Linked DNA regions of Gasterosteus aculeatus: region 1 is linked to region 2. A link is a contact called in public Hi-C data. All regions are on one chromosome and are shown on one strand. The core of a region is the stretch at or near the end of the contact, and the rest is flanking DNA. Distances in the headings are between cores, read along the strand shown. Region 1 has its middle 7.4 kb from the start of chl1b. Region 2 overlaps chl1b (cell adhesion molecule L1-like b).

What was found. A called contact is a pair of places that touch in the nucleus more often than the background predicts.
Region 1: a Hi-C map of skeletal muscle shows a contact between it and region 2, with 5 times the contacts expected there. The contact joins two enhancer-like sites. A contact is called at or near these places in 4 of 6 Hi-C or Micro-C datasets (skeletal muscle, tail fin and whole body).

What each region holds. Positions count from the first base shown.
Region 1 is chr17:20,622,241-20,625,269 of fGasAcu3.hap1.1, forward strand. No RefSeq gene overlaps it. Among protein-coding and RNA genes, the nearest start is that of chl1b, 7.4 kb to the left of the region's middle. Within about 2 kb of position 1,476, at least 1 of the 9 cell types and tissues checked has open chromatin away from gene starts, as enhancers often do.
Region 2 is chr17:20,581,342-20,584,231 of fGasAcu3.hap1.1, forward strand. It overlaps chl1b (cell adhesion molecule L1-like b), which reads right to left. Exons shown (of 26, transcript XM_078092524.1): 4 at 2,284-2,392; 5 at 1,931-2,121; 6 at 1,330-1,452; 7 at 455-625; 8 at 23-134. Among protein-coding and RNA genes, the nearest start is that of chl1b, 34 kb to the right of the region's middle. Within about 2 kb of position 1,585, at least 2 of the 9 cell types and tissues checked have open chromatin away from gene starts, as enhancers often do.

The DNA of each region.
Region 1 (3,029 bases), core at 226-2,725, 41 kb after region 2:
ATGAAATCTCCCTGTGGTTGGATGCAACTCAATGAGTGTGTGATCATGCAAATGATGGCCTTTCCGCCTGTGCTCGGGCGGGTAGGTCGACCCGGCGTGGTCGTGTCACATCCACGGGAAACACAAGCTCACGTTCACGCGCACGTTTTTGTATCTCGCTTGAACTGACGCTGAGGACAAAACAACATCAGCGGCGTTCGTGGCGAGGAAGATGTCACACGGCAGCCGTGCTGCAGAGGGGAGACGTCTGGTCCGGCCGCCGGCTGTGTGAGCGTTTGAAGGTGTGACGCCGTGTTTGGTTTGCGGCTGCACTCGGCTCCCAGGGGAGCTGCATAAGGAGGTAATAGAATTGGGCCCTCGGGATAACTGGGGTGTTATTTTGTCCGTTTCAATTAAATGTCCGCGGGAGTCCTGTGGGAGGGGGGGGGTTTGGTAATAACCAGCAAAGTGGCTACAAAGGAGTCTCCCAATAGATCAATAAGTCTAGATCCATCTAATCAGGACTAAAGTCCGGATGCTAATTGTACAAAGGAACAAATTAAAAACAATAGAGAATAATCCTTCCCGTTTGCTCCAGTGTTTTCACACTTTTCCTTTCATATGTGGAGCTTTAAGCGGAGTGAAAATTCACACCCCCTTGAGAAAAAAAGAACCTGCAATCACACGGAGCGGCCTTTGTGGTGTGTGCATACATTTGCATACGATATTGCATTCTGTTTAATCAGCTGACATTTTCCTATAGTGGCTGAAACATATAAACTTGGCAATGAGAAGATATTACATCAGTTTTCTTTTGACCTTGACCCCGACTTTAGCTCACAGACTAATCCAAAACCCGGTCGGTGTTATATGACATTTTCCGTTAGCTATTTAAAATAAGCCAGCATCAAGATGCATATTTATTCTGTATGTTAATGTGGTGTTATGATCCACCTATTTAACAGTCAGCTGTGGAGCACAAGGCTCCTTCAGCTTTAGAATAAACAGTGTTCGTTCTGACACTTTCATTCGGATTTTGGTTTCTGAATAGTTCATGTCAAATTTCCATTCACTTCAAGGGGAAATGTTCTTCTTGTCAAGTCATGATTCTGAGTGCATCCTGATTGGCTTTTAACTCATATAAGAACTAAAAAAAACAAGATATCTTTAATTCAGATGTTTTTTCAGTCATCTTTTTAAGGTTGCCAGTCAGCTCCCAACCTAAACATATATCCATAAATATGCAACTTTACAGCGCTGGCTGGAATCTTTTTAAAGGCCTGCGTGCCAGAGTTAAAAAAAGTTGCGTGAAATCTGCTCTTTGTAAAGTAGGGGTTTGCTCTGATGTAAACCCGTGGAAGCCCAGTGGAGCGAATCCCCAAACAAACCCTGACTTTGTTTAAATGAGCAAAACGTCTGCGCTGTGTTTTCCACATTTCCCTCCATGTTCCCGCACAGCCTGCTTGCTACAGGACGGCACATCCTGGATCATGTTACCCGTCTGATGTGGACATGATCTGATCTATGGGGAGGGGGGGGGGGTCAGTGGGATCCACAGAGGCACCGTCAGGAGGCCCAGCAGCTGTGATTCAGGACTAGTTCGTGTCACTTTGACAGAGAACAGACAGGGCCATGTTGTTGTCAGCGGGGAGCCAGACACTCCGACAAGCCCCCCCTCCCCCCGCTCTCTAATAATGGCCTCAGCTCCGTTGCTCCCCCAATCCCTCCGAGTCATTAATACCCCTGCTCCTGGGAGATAGAATCTCCGTGATCACGTGTTGCATCGATTAAAACCCTCCTTGTTCCTGTAACGACATTATTACATCATCGATGGATTATTAGGGGAAGGAAAGAGTGTAACAACCAAAAAAAAACTTTCCCCTCCCTGGCCTCCTGCGTGTAGGCTTTGAGAAGAGGCGGCTGGTTTAGTTGCCATGGAGATGGAGGCTACGTGGAATTTACTAAAGTCAATTAGCGATCCGCCTGAATCTCATTAACTGGTCTCTGGCAGCGGCGAGAGGTAAGAGTTTGGTTATTTCTTCCTACACGCATTCACGGACGTCTTGCCCCGTGGTCTCGGTCTGGCGAGGGGCCGCCAGTTAACATCTCGTGCATCTGTGGTCTCCATTGTGGACCTCAAATGAGGCACAATCTGGATGGACCACATGTTTATTGCCGCTGGCTTTGTTGAACGGTCACAAAAGGCCTCGCTGATAAAGCTGGTCGGTGCAACAAAGTCCTCAAAAGACACACACACACACACACACACACACACACACACGCACCATTAACCCGCCGAGATTTGCATCAGGCTCCAAAAAACACTCCCAAGAAGTTGCTTGCTTCTCTGTCTCCGAGGATCAAGGGTGGAGCACGAGCCCCTCCACCGACCCCCACCCTCTCAGATCCCCAGACAGACTTCCAAACAGCGCCGACGAAGAGCAACATGGAGTCACCAGAGCTCACCATCTCCAGCACAGGACGCATCGCGCCGCTTATCGGATGACGAGCGAGCGGGAAAACGTTAACGTCCGTCATCGGCGCCGTGACCGGTTCCCATTGTGGGACGCCGTGACGCCAGAGTCGCAGGCAGCTGCTTCCCGTCATCGGCCCTGGCGGGCGGATGACATCAGCGTGGCCTCGGGCAGCACTGGGGATGAGGCATCTCGTCCTCCTCGAGCACATATAAAAGAGGGCTTTGATGGTATCATCTCTGAGCCGTGCCCCCCCCCCCCCATACACGCACACGCATACACGCACACGCATACACTGTCACTGTCACACGACAGGAGACTTCCATTTCCCAGTAATTGAGTTTCTGTCTCGCCCCTTTGTGTTGAGATGAAGATCTGATGAAGTGCCCCCCCCCCCCCTCTTCTACTCCGGGTAGAATACCGCTCCCCTTCCCGCCTGTTCGTGTCTACTTATTTCCCCCTTCAGTACACATAATGAATATTTATGACAAAACGTAAGAGGCAACGTTTGTATTCCTGCGCGGTTCGAGTTGTTTTTCCAACAAAAGCCATTTTTGGATCATTAATTCAGGGCGT
Region 2 (2,890 bases), core at 335-2,834:
CGTGAGAGGTTTAGTTACTCACAATCCCTCAGCAATACACTCCCATTCCAAGTCGTCTCCTTTGACCAGATGTGTCTCTGATCTGACACCAGGGGGCGTCAGAAGAGAGGGTCTTCTGTCGAGGATTGCATTGGCTGAGGGACACAGCAGAGAATTAGACGCTAAAGACTCTTTATCTTACACATTTATATGCGCACACATCTGGTTATAGATGATGGACACCTGTGTTTTACTTTTAAAAACTCACCAGTTTCTGGATTCATGCCACTTTTTTCTGAAATGGAGGTGGATGAGACATAAAAAGACGATGAACACGAGGACAACGTGGATCAATGAGACACATCAAAGAAAAACCACAACATAAAAAATCAAGGAGATGCGACGGCGTGACGTGTTCGCGGGTGCTGATGTGACCCGTGGTGGTGGTGGGGGGGGGGGATGAAGGGACACCTACTCGTCTTCACGACGACGGACATGGCGTTCTTCTGAACGATGGTGCGTATCTTGGAGAAGGCGGCGAAGCAGCAGTAGTCCCTCCTGCTGTCCTTCTCCACGGCGTGGGAGAAGTAGAGGTCTCCGTTCAGGCCCATGGAGACCCGCTCGTCCTGCTCGATGTGCTGCAGGTCTGAGCACAGAAAAGGGGCGGGGCTTACACACCTGACGCAGGCGCCCTCGTGCTCCACGGTACATTATTTATGTATTCTGTACAACTGTATACTTCTACTCCTCCCTGTACTACCACAACTAGATTTACTACTTTTTATGTCACACACCAAATTGTTATATTAATAGCTAATTAAATATGCTGTATTTCACATGGTAAACCAAGATTCGACAAATAAAACGAGCAGAAATGTGTATTTGAATGGTCTCAGCCCCAGCATGTATCTTGTGGAGCGGGTGGCACGGATAGAAGTAACTGGTGAGGACTTGTGTGCATATAAAGTAGTTAGAACAAGGTGACTGACCGAGCATCAGATCAGAGGTTAACGGGCTTAATCAAGAGATATCAACAGGTCATTGTCCTTCAAGGACATCTTCATTAAGTTGTAATCACATTTAATTGCTCATTATCTCTGGTATATTTAGGGTTAGTGTGTTTGTGTGGCAAATGATGTGATGTTAATTGTGAGTGGTTCTTATGTTGTGTTATTGTTTCTTGCATGCAGCCTTACGTGTGTGCAAAGTGAAGATAGATGTCAAGGGGTGAGGAGAACGTATCCCGTAGAAAACATTCCGTCGGTTGTAATGATAAGGTGTATGGTTACAAAAACAAATTTGTATTTTGAACTAACTTGTACACAACATCCCCGTTATAGTATGACTCACTGATAGTCATCCAGTAGATCTGGAGGGGAGGGATTCCTTTCGGTGGGTCACACTGCAAAACAAAAGCCTGGCCTTCCTCCACCACGACGGGTTCAAGTGTTTCTTTTGGAAACTTCGGAACATCTTGAAGAAAAAAGAGAAAAAGCCAGACGGGAATAAATTAAATATTGGACGCAGTTCTCTTCTCCTCCAGGAGATGGCAGTGGCATCATTCAGGGATCCACTGGGACGAGCCGTCTTTCCCTTTGACACATTCTTTCACTTGTTGACCTGCAGAAACACGTCACTGCCACTATCGTGTGTGGCGTCTCGGCGGAGCTCGCGGAGTGGATTCTCTTTGAGAATTCATCCGCTGTGTTCAGGGGGGAGAAGCAAATGATGGAGATGCTGAATCATACTCAAACATGCTTTTTTTTTAATCCAATGTAGGTGGGAGGAGAGCTCGGGGGGCCTCAGTGACTTTCTGCATGGTCCAACACAATGAGAGGTTCACAATGGAGAGGTGCAGTCATTACACACGTCTGCTGGCCCTGAATCAATCTGAAAGCCCTGTAACAGAGCACCACACACACACACACACACACAGATGCATGTTACTCACTGGGCACAATGAACTCAATCTCCTTCGATATGGCGGTCCCCATTCTGTTTGAGGCGTAACAGCGATAGGTTCCCTGGTACTCTGTAAGGTTCCCATTATTGGGTATCACAAAGGTCCCAGAATTCTCCTCTTTCATCAGGCGGGGGTCCAGCAAGGGGTCGAATTCCTGGCCATTCTTCATCCATGTGAATCTACATAAAGAAAGGCGGTATTGAAAGGTCAAGTCCCTCAGCTAAGGGCAACTCCTTTTCCAACCCAAACCAAATGCAGCACGTTGATGGTAAGCGGCTGCCGCTGTTGTGGTTTGCGGCTGCTGTGTGTCTGCCTCTCCGTCCACGAGGCCGGGTACTCACTCTGGCTTGGGGTTCCCTTTGGCTTCACACGTCACGGGGAAGCTCTCGTCAAACGGGAAGGCGATGAGGGGGCTGGGCGACTGCGCCGTGATGGTGGGCAGCTGCTCAACTTGGGGACACAAAAACAAGGGAGGCAATGTGAGGGACACGACCCGGGCCCACATGCAGAGCATCAGACTACGGCCAGTGGTTCCCAACCTTTTGGGCTTGTGACACCCGTCTTCTAATGAGAACATCTTCCAAGTAAGTAACTTCTACTTTTGGGTGGGTGTGTCTGCGGTGTTTTAGGGAGTAAGTCTCTCAAAGCGATTTTAATTATATTATGATCACTTCGATTCTTCTCGGGTCCCCTCTGGGTGGTCTTAACCCCAAGGTTCAGGGGCCCCCACTGTCTCAGAATGGGCCTTTTGGGGGAGAAGGGGGAATAACCAACACGGTAAGCATGATGGAGTCCAGTACAATATAAGTCTGATATATCGCTGTTCTCTCAAAGTGTCTTTTACGCATCAAGTAAATGAATCCAAAATAAAGCAGCCAGCAAACCACAACCCAAAGTTACAGGCGCGTGCTGCCAACTTCTGTCCCGCCCGCTACGTGTGCGATGCCA